5 separate regions of the Mus musculus genome follow, and regions 1, 3, 4 and 5 are each linked to region 2. The links are chromatin contacts, called in public HiChIP or PLAC-seq maps. All regions are on one chromosome and are shown on one strand. The core of a region is the stretch at or near the end of the contact, and the rest is flanking DNA. Distances in the headings are between cores, read along the strand shown.

Region 1 (2,700 bases), core at 179-2,678, 270 kb before region 2:
CTTCTGCAAGAAGTTCATGGTGGAGGCCAGGGCGTCCACCAATGGGGTCTACAGATCAGATAGCTCACTGGCCAGCAGCCATTCACCTTGCTGTGCTGACTCTGCCTTTCCCTGACCCCCAAGTCTGAGTGATTCTTGATTTCATGTCTAGTGGGTTAGGGAGGCAGCATTAAAGCTGCTTTCAAATCCTGGTGTGGTGGAATGTTCCTGTAATCCCAGGACATGAGACTCTGACACAGAAGGACCTTTAGTTCCAGGCCAGCCTGGGCTAAATAAGAAGACCCTGTCTCAAAAAACAAAACAAAACAAAACAAAACAGCACCACCACAGCCCATAGGCTGTGATACAACTTGGTGATTAAGCACCTGCTACCTAAATATGGGGTCCAGAGTTCAGATCCCAAGAATCCACCTAAAGGCTGCATGGACTTGTTGGCCCACCTGAAGTTCAGCCTTGGAAGGCAGAGACAAGAGACCTCCCGAGTAATCTGGGTAGCTAGACTGGCTGCACTGGTGAGCTCTGGGTTTGATTGAGAGGCCCTGCCTCATTGACGAAGGTGGAAAAGCCCTTGAGGGTGAATCCCAATGCCAGCCTCGGGGTCTCACATGCACATACACACACCTACGCTCATGGACACCCCACATACTTGTGCCTGCACATATGTAAATGTGTATACATACACACATACAGAGAGAGAGGCAGACAGACGAACACACACACACGCAAAGAATGGAAAAAGGAAGGAAGAAAAAAAAAACCCAAACAACAAATCCTATTTATATCTTGCCCATGTCTTGAGGGATCCCCCTATCAATCCATCCAGCCATTGGTTCGGAGCCTCTGATGTGGAGGGCTGACGGCACATTGATTCCTGGTCTTTGGAGCTCTGACTCCTGGTCTTTGCAGTTATCACCCTCAGGGCCCTCAGCAGTGCCTCCTGTCATTCACGGGTCTCTTCTGCGGGCTCCTCCTCTGCTTGCCTCTCTCTTCTAGCTGGAGGATACCAGGGCTTGGCCCTTACACTATTATTCTCTTCCCTAACATTCCTGTCTACTCAGGACTCCCAGTAACATTAACACCTGAAGTCACGCCCTATCCTCCAACTCAATTATCAGTGCAAAGTCCCAGGATGCGTAGAGGAACATCACACACAAAGCTAAGGTCCCAGCTGTACCCCACTTATTCATGGTACTTCTCTGGGGCCACCCCAGCTCTGAAGACAGCAACTTCCTCCTGCCAGGGCTCCAGATACTCACGTACCATAGGCTATCCCATCCAGCAGCCGAGCCTGCTGCCCCCACCCAAAGCACTCCGCCTCAGGACTCCTCTACCTTCCTGACACATGCGTTGTTTCTAATCTCCCAGTCACTCCACTGCTCTTGACTGTGTGACTGCCTGGTGTCCTACCTGGTGTCACTCGACCCTTGCTCACCAGAGTCCATGATCAACACAGAGTCAGGAGTGATTCATACAGGAGGGCAGCCCACATCATTCCTCTATGAAAGTCCTTCCTATGAGGCCTTGTCTTCCCAAGAGTCAAATGAACTTTCCCCTAACTCACTCTAAGCCTGCTTTCTTTTTTTCTTAAAAACAGAAGAAAAAATATTTTTTTGAGACATGGGTTTTTTTTCTTTTCTTTCTTTCTGTTTTCTTTCTTTCCTTCCTTCTTTTTTTCTTCTCTCTCTCTCTCTCTCTCTCTCTCTCTCTCTCTCTCTCTCTCTTTTGAGACAGGGTTTCTCTGTGTAGTCCTGGCTGTCCTGGAACTCACTCTGTAGACCAGGCTGGCCTTGAACTCAGAAATTCCACTGCCTCTGCCTCTGCCTCCCAAATGCTGGGATTAAAGGCATGTGCCACCACGCCCAGCCTGAAACATAGTTTCAAATGTCAGGTGGCTTCAGATTCACTGTGCAGCTCAGGATGGCCTTGAACTCCTGATCCTCCTGCCTCTGCCTCCCAAGAGCTGGGCTTACAAGACAGACATGTACTGGCAAGCCTAGTTTTCTTCCTTTCTCTCTTCCTCTCCTTTTACAAATAATTAATTAATTAACTGATTAATTACTTTATGTGGGGTGAGTGTGTGTGTGTATCTGTCTGTCTGTCAGAGGACAGGTTGGAAGTGTGTGGCAATCAGAGGACAGCTTTCGGGAGTCACTTCTCTCCTTCTACCCACTGAGCTGCTTCGTGGTGACCTTTGAAAGCTTCAACTTCCCTGAACCTCAGTTTTCTCATTTGTAATGTGAGCAATGGAAAACCTCACTCAGCCTTTTGTTCCACAATGTCTCGTCTTCCCTGAAGGGCAGCACACCTTGCCACAGGGGTAACCCTGGACACAGATCCTCCCTCCCTCCAGGGTCTCTGCATTGAGGAGAGAGTGATGGCCAGGGCAGCATAGTCAGCCAGTGACGGCCAGGGCAGCATAGTCACCCACATACATGCTCATTTATAAAGCCCACGTGTGGACATCAGAGGACTTGCAGAAGTCAGTTTTGTCCCTGAATCGTCTTGCTGGTCTCAGGTTTCCCTTTCCTTTCCACTTTGTTACATTTTGTTACATTGTTTTGTTTTGTTTGAGACAGGGCTTCTCTCTTTCGTTCTGACTGTCCTGCACCTGGAAATGTAGAACAGGCTGGGTCTGAACTCAATGAGATCCTCCTGCCTCTGCCTCCCAAGAGCCGGGACTAAAGGCCTATGCCACCCACC
Region 2 (2,700 bases), core at 154-2,653:
GGTGGCAGGTACCGTGACAGGAACAATCTGTTAAGAACAACCATGAAGTGTAAAAACAAGGCCCCCCACTCCCATGGAGCTTGCATTCCAGAATGGGACAAACAGTTTGAATAAAACAGAGTGAGTACACGAGCCCACATGGAGTCACCGAAGCCATGTGATCAGGGTGCTGCCAGGGCAACCAGGCAAAGCCCAGCCAAGAGCCAGACCTGGAGGTAAGAAGATGCCAGGCTCACTGTGGCAGTGGTCCAGGATATTTAAGGGGAGGAGCGATCTGGGTCGCTCAAGTCCGAGCATCAGCGCACACAGTACAAAATTCACACTGCAAAATACATACCAAATATAATGCTATTTATAGAAAGATCAAGAACACACAAAACACTAAGGGTAGGCTAGAGGAGGGCAGGCTGTTTAGGTGACGTGTTTTTTTTTTTTTTTTCCTATTTAAGCTCAGAGCTGTGAGATGTAATATGTAATCACCATACATGTTTATACATGGAAATATTACAGAATGAAATTCTTAAAAAGATCGGGAGCTCAGGGTAAATGTACTTGCAGCCAAATCCGACAACTTGAGTCCAATTCCTGGGACCCGTGAGGCATGGTGGCTCATGCCTTCAATCACAGCACTCAGGAGGCAGAAGCAGGTAGATCTGTGAGTTTGAGGCCAGTTTGGTCTACACAGTAAGTTCCAGAACACCTAGAACTACACAGAGAAACCCTGTCTCAAAAAACAAGTCAATTCCTGGGACCTGCATGATGAATAGGCAAAACTGACTCCTGCAAGCTGTGCTCTGGTCTTCACCATTAGACAGTGGCATGTGTGAACCCATGACATCCCTTAAAAACACACAATAAAAACCACAAAAAACAGCTGGGTAATCTCAGCACTGGAGAGGCAGAGGCAAAAGGATCAATGTGACTTCGAGGTTATCTTGGTCTACATAGAAAGTTCCAAGGTGCTGGGTAGTGGTGGCGCACGCCTTTAGGCCCAGCACTTGGGAGGCAGAGGCAGGCGGATAAAATGTGAATTTGAGGCCAAGCTTGGTCTACATGGCAAGTTCCAGGCAGTCCAGGACTGCAATGTAAGACTGTCTTAAAAAAAAACAAATCACACACACATAAACATAATTTTAAAAAGAAGAAAAAGAAGAAGAGGTTTGGAGCATAGGGCATGGTTACACACTCAGTTTCCAGCCTCTGAGAAGGACCAAGCAGCTTTGACCAGTTTGCTGGTCATCCTCTTATTATCCTGAGCAGCCCTTCGGGGCCTGATCCCGCCCCGCGTTGCACGACCGCCACGCCCACATCCACCTGCCGTCCAATAGGCGTACGGGATCCGGGCCCACACCTCCGCCGCGCCGCGCCCCGCGACGTCACGGCCCGGCCTCCGCCACGTGACGGCCGCGCGCTAGGCTCTCTGCCTAGCGGCTGGAAAGCGCCGCAGAGGCCGCTGACTGGCCGGGCGCGACGCCGCGGAGGGAGCCGGGCGCCTGGGCCTCCCGCGCGCATGGGCGCGTCGGCGGCTGCCTGAGGAAGGCAGCGAAGCCAGCGGAGCTCAAGACCTCGCGCGTCCCACGAGCGGCTGCGGCGGGCCGCGGAGCCGGCGCGGCCATGGCGACGGGCACTCAGCAGAAAGAGAACACGCTGCTTCATCTCTTCGCCGGCGGGTGAGTCTGGGGCCCGAGCTGCTCTCGCCTCAGCCCCGGCCTTCTCCCCCTGCGTGCCGTGGCCTTGGGAATCCGCGTTTCCCGTCCGTCGCGGACTGGGGTGAAGCCAGGACGGGCAGCCCAGGAGGGTCGTGGCTTCGGCGTCCCCACCGCGGGGTCAGCCGGCACGGCGGCTTTCCACCCGGCGCGTCCGCGGTCCCATCCCCCACCCACCGGCCGCCTCTCGCCGTATTCTCCTTTTGAACAATTCCTGGCTGGTGTGACTGTCACCAGGGGCGATCGCGCCGAGCCCCTGTGGCTCCGGCCTCCTGGCGTTTTCCTGATCACGCTGCGGTCACTCACCGCTGCAGAGGTGCGGATGCTGGAGGTCCCGGGGCAGCTAGCCCAGGAGGTACTGCGCTGGGTCAGAGCTGCGGGCAGGTGTCGCAGGGCAGCCCGTGGCCTGCCCTGCGGAGTATGGGGGGTTGGGGGGGAACGGATGCTGGTCTGCACCACGTGGGACGGTAAATGGGGACCTCGGAAGGTTGGTCAGTGCTAATCGATCCTAAAGCACCTTTCAGTGATTTTCAGTGGAGGAACACATCATGATAGGAGGATACAACTAGGAGCTGAATTAACCCCCTAAAAAAACGAAAGTTTGGGGTTTTCTTTTTTAAATAGTATTTTTCTTTTCCTTTTGTCATAGCTGCTAGTGGCTTGGGACCCTTTTGGTGCTGGTTTTTCAAACTATCTATGGAGCTGTGTCCCCAGCCCTGGGGTCATGAAGAGCTCTTTGAGATTTAGCCCAGCTATTTAAGTTTTACATAACATGCAGCGTTTTTCCTGTGTTATCATCTTCACTTGAGAACTATAACTGGACCTAAACAGTTCCATATACTAGAAAGTAATGGTTAATGAAAGGGTTATCCAGAAAATAACGGTGATGAAAGGGTTTCTGGTGCCTTGGTCCTTTTACCTGGCAGGCTGGCAGTACCTTTCACCCGTCAGATAGCTTTAATGGTTGTGCCTAGGCAGGAGGAATTTCTTGTTC
Region 3 (2,700 bases), core at 165-2,664, 430 kb before region 2:
CTCACATACACTTGCTACAGCGACACGCTACCACTTTGCTATCCCAGAGAGCAGATCGATTCTCTGCCAGAGCAGATCAGTTCTTTGCATCTGGCCAGCTCCCTCCAGGAGCCCCACCTGCCTACACCTTTGCGTCTCTGAAGGACATGGGATACGCTGGCTAATCAGGCAGGCATAATACCAATTTCTCTTTCATTATCTACATAGATGCACAAGGATCAGGCAACTTTTGGACTCAGCCTTGGTGTTCCCAAGTGCACTGTAGCTGTCAGAACAAATCCCCAGGAACATAGGAGCACCCACACCTCCTCTACCTCAGTGTCTCCAAGGCATGTGTACAGATGTAGCTCAAAAGCCCAGCTCCATGTTGGCAAGATGGCTCAGCAGGCAAGAGCACTGACTGCTCTTCTGAAGGTCCTGAGTTCAAATCCCAGCAACCACATGGTGGCTCACTACCACCGATAATGAGATCTTACACTCTCTTCTGGTATGTCTGAAGTCAGCTATAGTGTACTTATTTATAATAATAAATAAATCTTTGGGCTGGATCGAGCAGAGACTAAGCAAGTGGGGCCGACCAGAGCTAGCAGAGGTCCTAAAATTCCCAACAACCACATGAAGGTTCACAACAGTCTGTGCAACTACAGTGTACTCACATACATAAAATAAATAAATTTTTGAAAGAAAGAAAGAAAGGAAGAAAGAAAGAAAGAAAGAAAGAAAGAAAGAAAGAAAGGAAGGAAGGAAGGAAGCAGGCTGAGGGCTGGAGAGATGGCTCAGAAGTTAAGAGCACTGGCTGCTCTTCAAAAAAAGAGAAAAGCCTGGCTCCAAGGTCAAGGGCTGGATAAACCTATCTCTGCCTCTAACTGGGCTCCTCCTGTTCTTGCCTAAAGCTAGGATATAAGACTATCTTCCCAGTTGCCTAGCTGGCCAGGGAATGGGGGTCAACCCTTGAGCCATCAGGGATGTTCTTATGTCCACTCTGGGACAGGCAGGAAATACCAACTGGAATCTGGCATGGTTTTCAGACCCTGGTGACTTCACTCAGCAGCCAGGAGAAAGGGCAGAGGACATAAGGCCACTGTCCTGGAAGCCCCTGCTTCCGGGTGCGCTGTGCCTCGGGCTCTTCTCAATCCCTCCAGCTCGCTCATCATCCAAGGTCCACAATGGCTGCACTGTGTGGCCACTGAACTGAGTTCCCAAAGATGTTGAACAACCAGACATGGGCTAATTGGCTATGGTAATGCCCTGGGAGGAGGTGAGGCACGTGCACAGGCACCAAGTCAGAAGGGCCATTGTGGGGAGGGTGTTATTGCTCAGTGGGCGCAGCAAGGGCGGATCAGCCAGCTGGACCTGGTAAATTGTTATTTACAGTTTCTGGGCATTTAAAAGAAGTGCAGCCCAGAACCTGTCCTGCATTCAGGGCTACAGCATCTGCCATGAGGGCCCTGGTGAGCGTGGTGTCCCTGTTCTTCCTGGGCATCCAGGCCCACAGTGATTGGAGCTATTCAGGTAAGCCAACACCTGGCACTTCAGGACAGAGTGACAAAGCAGCCCTCTGCACTGCATGTGGGTCCTCTGTCGGGGTCCACCTGCTCCTTGTGGGTTCACATGTGTTTTGCTATCTCTGAATGAACAACAAATAGACTTAAAACCCCAATGAGTGAGAAGAGGAGACAGGGTTTCCCTGCCTCTGCCTGGCTTTACTTGGCAGCTTTAAAATCTTTCCCCATCCAGGACTGGCTTCTTTGAGAACCCACTTCTCACTGTGAGGTTGTTATTGGTATCAGAATATGTGACAAAATGGCTTCTAGAAAGGACAACCAAGGCCTCATAGAGACTACTAAATCACAGACCGCTTCCTCCTCAGGAATGTGCCTGCTCACAACTCATCCAGGATACCTTGCCTCTGCCAGAGCTCACTGACCTGACCTTCAGATGCTCAGTCAGACTCCTCAAGGAGAATCTTCCCACTTGTAGCTTCCTAGAACTGGGTTGGGGGTCATAGTGCCTGGAGAGGCTGTAGGCTGCTGGATGGTGCAGGAGGCCAGAGGGACATAGGACCAACTCCCTCTCACACAGGACACACATCCAGAGCAGACTATAAGTCCTAGATGAAGGTGACAGTCAGGGACATTGTGGAGGCTCAGATAATCCCGTTCAGAGGGCAGTTCCGTACGTTACCTGTTGGGAGATGGAACGCACGCCTGCCTGGGAGCATGGTGGCTTTTCAGTGTCTTCAGACCGGCAGAGCTTCAGGGGTGACATGAGATGGAGGATTCGTATGGCAAATCCCCATCTTCCTTATGGTTTCGTAGATTCCCATACTGAAGGTCTCCCTCTCACGGCCCCCCAGTGGGCCTGGAGAACAGGGTAACTTTTGTGAATGCCTGAGGTTCTCTGTCTCTTTTCCCCTAGCACTAGGGTTGGAGACCGGCCTTGTATGTGCTACGGAAGCTCTACAGTTGAGCTATGCACCTGGCTCCTTCCCACTAGCCTTGAGACCCAGACCCAAAGCGCTGGATCAAGGGAGGGGCTGTGCTCGAAACTTGGTTTGAATTATTGAGCAGTGGGGAGAAAATAATTAACTTTTTTGTTGACTGCAAACCAAGAGGCCCCAACCCGAGCACCGTGACTAGAACAAGCTGTGTGCTCATTCAAAGCTACCCTGCAAGGATCCACAACTAAAAAGCGCTGAAC
Region 4 (2,700 bases), core at 200-2,699, 350 kb after region 2:
AGTAATGGCAGGATGAGGAGGAATGGTTATAGTGTGTTGGATGGCTGGGTGGGTGATTAAAATGTTCTGAAATTAAAGAGCAATGATGTTAAAGAACTCTCACTACCCTAAAGCCATTGTATACTTTACTTGTGTGATTTAATCTGAGGCTACATGGCAATTATCATGTTTTCAGAAAAACAATGTAATTGACATCAGTGTAACTAGGGGTGCAAAATGGCTTACACAGAATTCATTTCCTGGAAAGTAGAATGCAGTCCTGAAAAGCCTGCAGCGATTTAATTTTACTCACAGACTCTTTGCATATCTAATAGTCATGTTCCCATTTTTAGCATGTAGCAAACAAATTGTAACTATTTTAGTCACTTCTTGTCCCCTTGGATAAGATCAACTGTAACTCTTTTAAACAGGAGTGGAATGTTTAAGATTATAGTTCAGCTAAGAGTAGCCGGTAATGAACCCTAGCACTTGGGAGGCAGAGGCAGGCAGATCTCTGTGAGTTCCAGGCCAGCGAGACCCTGTTTCAAATACATACATGTATACACATATACATACATTAATGTTATAGTTGGGTAATCTGTGATGGTGGTGCATACCCCAGCGTTCAGGCAGGATTTCAAATTTGGGGCTATCTGAAATACATAGCAAGATTCTGTCTCAAGAACAATTAAGAACGAGATGATTATGGCTTTTGTAAGCCATACGATATATACTTTGTGGCAAAATCTGGATTTTCACGGTTCTGTTAGATTTTTCAATTTGTATTTATACATTGATTGTAAAGTAAGTTTTTGTTGTCCGGCCGAGCTGGCATTACAAAGGGTTAGTTACTAAGTCATTGTTCAATACATTTCTCAATAATTTGAGTCTCTACACCCTTAAAGCAGAGCACCTCTCTAAAAGAACAAGGTAAAATAAAATTAAGATCCTGTTAGTTTTCTTCCATGGGTTTTCCTGGGGGAGGAAAAGAGTGGGACAAGGTATTTGCAGGATGGTGCTAAATGCTCCCTGCAGAAAGCAAATGTGTTTCCGATTCCTCAGTTCTTCTAATGTCTGTAGCCGGCTTGCAGCATCCTGGAGGATTTCCAAGTCACTCCACAGCAGGATCCACATGGGAACAAACTAGCACCGCAGAAACCCAAGGCGCAGGGGAGAGCCCGTGGAAGGGCCATATTCGGATTGGCACATCCTGCCCTCAGCAATTCTACCTGGGCCCCGCCCACCGCGCCCCTCGCCTCCGCTCAGTCTCCATGGTGACTGTCCGCCCCGCCTCCTCCTCGTCTCCTCTTAGCAGCCCCTCTCGCCCCTCCCCCCGCCTGGCGCCGCTCAGGGAAGAGGGGGTGGGGCAGGGGGCGGGGACAGGATGCAAGCGAAGAGGAAATCGGCGGCGCGACGCCCGCTGCTTATTGGCTGGCGAATCCCAGAGCGAGAAGCCCCGCCTCCCCGGCGAGGGTCACGTGACCCCTTTCAAAGATGGCCGCCCTGTTGTTTTGATGAATAATTCTTGGTGGGGCGAGGGGGTAAGAGTAGGGTTGGAGGGGTAGGAGGATTTACGCTTCCAGCGAGGGCTTCGCCAGTCCCGTCCCTCCCCTGCCCCCCACCGGGGTTCTCGCGTGGAGGCGGGGCGAGCCTGGCCTGCTTTTAGAGGGGAGGGGCTTCCCGGTCCGGTGCTGGGCTCTGCCTGGGCTGCTGTAGGGTCGCCGCGCCTCGGGGGCATCCAGTGTGCAGTGGAGCTGTTCCCGCCTGGGCCCAGGGGTGGGACCCGGAGCAGGGTCTGCGGGAGAAAAAAACGCAGCTGCCGCGTCACCGCCACGAAGACACGGCGCGCAGCGGGCACGAGCCGAGCTGGAGACCGCGCCGCCCGCCCTGGGTAACCTGGGAAGCTGAGGGGAGTCAGTGGCGCCTGGAGAGGACCCCATAGCGGTGGCCGTGGCCAGAGGCGGCAGCTCTGGGCGCTTGCTGCTGGAGGAGGCTGCGGCGGTGCGAGCGGCCGAAGCCAAGGCGATTCAGTGCCTCGTGTTCTTAGTTTTTAACCTCTGACTATGCAATTCTGAAACCTCCCCCATTGGGGGACCAGACAGCCCGATAGATACCTTCCACTCTTCCTTTGCTCCCGCCCTGGTCTCAAGAACTGAAGGATCTCTCTAACGCCTTTCACCATTAAGAGGAAAGCGATGGAGGAGCTGAGCGCTGACGAGGTGAGGAGGCTGGGGCGTGGGGGGGGGCACCTTGAAAGGATTACTTGGCAACTCTTTGGCGCTTTGGATGGGGACAGATTTTTGCCCTGGTGGTGTCGGGCTCTTGGGATTGGGGAGGCAACGGAGATGGCATTTTCAAGAATAATGAAATATAATGGAAGTAGTCATTCATCATCAGGTTGGCTGTATTGTAAGAAGCCCTTGGCTCCACTTTGGGCTACCGTCTCAGTATGTTTACTCGATCACTAAAATTCTCCAGAGATAGAGAATGCAAGAGGGTCTCTCGTTTTATTCTCCTTTATTCTCTCTCGTTTCTTCATTCGGAACTCCACTCGCTTTTCTTTCTTTTAGGGTCTGAAGACGGGGGTGGGGTGGTGAGGAGCATCTTGAAGGTGTTCAATCTTTTTAAAAGGGTGTTCGAGAAAGAGGGGCGCGATTTAGATCGTGGTATATTGTGTGTGTCTGCGTCGTCGGGGGTTTTAAAGAACAATTTTGCATAAAA
Region 5 (2,700 bases), core at 113-2,612, 290 kb before region 2:
GATCTGCCTCTCAGAGCCAAGGGCCTGAAAACCACACGTGCTTCTCCAAGGCCAACTGGCAATCCGTTCTCCACTCCCAATGTCCTTGTCCAATGTTGGAAACGGTCCCTAAGGGCGCCAGGCAACTAAGGCAGTGGGAGAAAGAAAAGGGTGGTTCACTTCTCAGTAAACCAAGGGAGGCCCCGAGTGGCTGGGGATGGGTAGCCAGGCCGGCTGGCTCCACCTGTCTGACCTGCTCAGCTCACTGCCCCCTCAGGCGGGCACAGCTGCTAGGAGCTGGGCTAGCTGCCAGCACCTACCTGGGCCCCTGCAGAGGTGTGCACTCACCTGTCCCTTGTCCCTCCCCGCCGCCGCTGTTCCTTTGCCCAGGGAAGCAGGCACTGAGTCGTCTCCCTGAGTCATCTGGATGCTGACCCAAAAGCCAGAGGGAGTAAAGGAAGAACAAAGAGGAGAGGGGAAGAGGGGAGAGGGAGGAAAATCCCCAGTCCCACACCTGAGCACGCTAGCCTGTATAGTCAGTCATGCGGGTGAGGCTGGGTGGGGCCTGGTCTGGAAGTTAGCCTGGCCACGGCCATATCTTAGGGCTGTTCTATCTCTGTGGGCAAGCTCTTTGGAGGAAGCAGTTCCACTGTCCATCCATGGGCTGGCTCCGTCTACCACAGACACTGGAATCCACAGAACCTAGAGCTGTCCAGAGACGTGGAAAGGCATGGGCAGTGGCCTTTAGGAGCCCAGAGGCTGTGCCGGGCCTCTTCCCTAAGCTCTGCTGTGAGCACACAGGGCCCATCTGTCCCTCTTGCTCCTAAACTTCAAAAAGAATCCCTGAGTTCTTGGGTGCTGCTGGTTTGTTAGGGGATGGCTTGGTTTGCTGGACTCACCGAGGTGCTGATTGGCATAGCTGGGGTGGGGGACAGGGGCTCTGGGCTGCGAGCATCATTGGCAATTTCCCTGTTACCCAGGATCAAGAGGCCTGAGCAGGCAGATTTCGCTTCTCTTCCCTTTGACCCCGTGCCTGGCACGGGGGTAGCGTCTACACACACAGCCCCGTCTGGGTAGAAGGTCACAGACACAGTGTTTACAACGAAGCCGGATGGATGTCTGACCCTTGGGTTCGGACCATGTGCTTCTGAGCTGTCCAAAGAAGGGGAGTCTTGGAGAGTCACAGCAGAAGAGACCCAGTGAGAGCCCAATGGGGAAGCTGGAGACACACAGAGAGTTTCCCAATAGATGCAGGGTGGGTTCCCAACTGTAAGACTCAAACCGGAAAAACAGACCCCAGATTTCCTAAGGTAGTAGAGAGGCAGAGGAAGGAGCAGAGAGTCGCCCTGATGGAATTCACACAGCAACAGGAGGCAGCTGCCCGCGGCTGGGAGTGGCCCGGCAGGTCTCGGGCCTCACGCAGGGTGTGCCTGTCTGCGAGGAACACTTTATGAAGCCTCAACTCAAAGCCAGCACCTTCGCTCAGCTACCCCAAGAGGAACCGACTGACACGCCAGGCCTCGTTCCAGGAGCCGGTCCTCCACACGGGGTCAGTACCCTGGGCAGGCTCCAGTAGTCCACCTAGGATTCTGACCCCTCTGTTCACATAGTCGGGCTTCTGTCTTTCCCCCACACCAGGCCTTGGATAGAAGGCCTAAAAAAAAAAATCCCACAAACACAACCAACTTCCCTGGCTCTTACATCATCCACCAGACCCTGGGGCTGGAGCCCAAACCAGCAAGACGCTGGCTGGCTGCAGAAAACCTCAGGGCAAGGTGCAGTGCTGCAGGCTCGTAATGGGCTAAGAAAGCACTTACCAGGCTAGGCTAAAGTGTGTGTGTGTGTGTGTGTGTGTGTGTGTGTGTGTGTGTAGTGAGGGGTGTCTACTAGCTTCAATTTAGAAAAAGAAGAATTATGTATTTACATACCAACTCCCATGATAAAGTCATCTGGGATCCCCCCAAGTAGGAAGGCCACTTGTGGTTACAGCTGGTGAGTCAATGAAAACACCCCACCAAGCCAATGAGCTCAGCTTCTCAGGAAGGAACAAAGGAAGCGGTACCAAGCCAGTGGCCGCTTCAGGCACTGAGCTGTGGTCCCAGAAAGCCCTCCGCTGAAGCCTCTGACCAGAACTGCTGCGGAAGACGGTTTGCCTCCCAAGGGGCTCTGGCAATGTCTGAAAACATATGTGTTTGCTGCCCTGGGCGGGGGCTGGAAATGCTGGGCATTCTAGCTCACGGGACAGTCCCCCCAAACAAGGACTTTGATCTAAATGTTAATAGCCCTGTGGTGGAGAAGCTGCCCCCACCCTCTGAAAGCCCCTTTCCTTCTGTGGAATTCACCGACAGTGACTCAGGTGACCCTCAGTTCTGAGGGTCCTTGCTTGTAAGAGCTCCTCCCTGTAGCAAGGGCAAGCCTGTGGGCTCCTTGTCTCTGCAAGGAAACAGACCCCAGCCTGGGGTGATCTGCCAGGCCAACTTTCCTCTTGCCACCTAGTTCCAAGCATCCCATGGGTCTCACTAGTGACATCAGCTGGTTCCCACCACCACCACACTAGTGACCCCACAGCTGGTTCTCACCAACATCCACCATCACACTAGTGACCCCACAGCTGGTTCCCACCAACATCCACCATCACACTAGTGACCCCACAGCTGGTTCCCACCAACATCCACCATCACACTAGTGACCCCACAGCTGGTTCCCACCAACATCCACCAT

The links. HiChIP or PLAC-seq counts read pairs in DNA pulled down with a chosen protein or histone mark.
Region 1: a contact with region 2 is called in an H3K27ac HiChIP or PLAC-seq map of embryonic stem cells, with 9 read pairs. The contact joins the enhancer-like site here to the promoter of Slc25a33 in region 2. A contact is called at or near these places in 9 of 39 promoter capture datasets (the 3T3-L1 cell line, the C10 cell line, cranial neural crest and 5 more), 1 of 15 datasets of contacts at CTCF or cohesin (the NIH/3T3 cell line), 1 of 484 Hi-C or Micro-C datasets (liver), 11 of 115 datasets of contacts at active chromatin or transcription factors (embryonic forebrain, embryonic stem cells, epiblast stem cells and 6 more) and 1 of 9 other capture datasets (adipose tissue).
Region 3: a contact with region 2 is called in an H3K27ac HiChIP or PLAC-seq map of microglia, with 4 times the contacts expected there. The contact joins the promoter of Car6 here to the promoter of Slc25a33 in region 2. A contact is called at or near these places in 2 of 39 promoter capture datasets (liver and stem cell-derived epiblast-like cells) and 1 of 115 datasets of contacts at active chromatin or transcription factors (microglia).
Region 4: an HNF4G HiChIP or PLAC-seq map of pancreatic cancer cells shows a contact between it and region 2. The contact joins the promoter of Ube4b here to the promoter of Slc25a33 in region 2. A contact is called at or near these places in 1 of 39 promoter capture datasets (the SN4741 cell line), 2 of 484 Hi-C or Micro-C datasets (B cells and natural killer cells), 1 of 115 datasets of contacts at active chromatin or transcription factors (pancreatic cancer cells) and 1 of 9 other capture datasets (liver).
Region 5: a contact with region 2 is called in an H3K27ac HiChIP or PLAC-seq map of the NIH/3T3 cell line, with 3 times the contacts expected there. The contact joins the enhancer-like site here to the promoter of Slc25a33 in region 2. A contact is called at or near these places in 8 of 39 promoter capture datasets (the 3T3-L1 cell line, cranial neural crest, frontonasal cranial neural crest and 4 more), 1 of 15 datasets of contacts at CTCF or cohesin (the NIH/3T3 cell line), 2 of 484 Hi-C or Micro-C datasets (B cells and liver), 14 of 115 datasets of contacts at active chromatin or transcription factors (the 230-238 cell line, the NIH/3T3 cell line, T-cell acute lymphoblastic leukemia and 9 more) and 1 of 9 other capture datasets (bone marrow-derived macrophages).

The regions. Positions count from the first base shown.
Region 1 is chr4:150,040,244-150,042,943 of GRCm38.p6, reverse strand. All of the region lies in intron 5 of Gm13067 (a long non-coding RNA gene), which reads right to left. Among named protein-coding and RNA genes, the nearest start is that of Gm13067, 12 kb to the right of the region's middle. Within about 2 kb of position 1,428, at least 19 of the 459 cell types and tissues checked have an H3K27ac peak or open chromatin away from gene starts, as enhancers often do. A contact at or near this core is called in embryonic stem cells, where this site is marked.
Region 2 is chr4:149,772,970-149,775,669 of GRCm38.p6, reverse strand. It overlaps Slc25a33 (solute carrier family 25, member 33), which reads left to right and starts at 1,403. Exons shown (of 7, transcript NM_027460.2): 1 at 1,403-1,670. The coding sequence starts at 1,615.
Region 3 is chr4:150,199,849-150,202,548 of GRCm38.p6, reverse strand. Car6 (carbonic anhydrase 6) reads left to right here and starts at 1,414. Exons shown (of 8, transcript NM_009802.2): 1 at 1,414-1,512. The coding sequence starts at 1,440.
Region 4 is chr4:149,425,380-149,428,079 of GRCm38.p6, reverse strand. Ube4b (ubiquitination factor E4B) reads left to right here and starts at 1,449. Exons shown (of 27, transcript NM_022022.3): 1 at 1,449-2,198. The coding sequence starts at 2,175.
Region 5 is chr4:150,059,418-150,062,117 of GRCm38.p6, reverse strand. No RefSeq gene overlaps it. Among named protein-coding and RNA genes, the nearest start is that of Mir34a, 7.7 kb to the left of the region's middle. Within about 2 kb of position 1,362, at least 160 of the 459 cell types and tissues checked have an H3K27ac peak or open chromatin away from gene starts, as enhancers often do. A contact at or near this core is called in the 230-238 cell line, B cells, the NIH/3T3 cell line and 4 more, where this site is marked.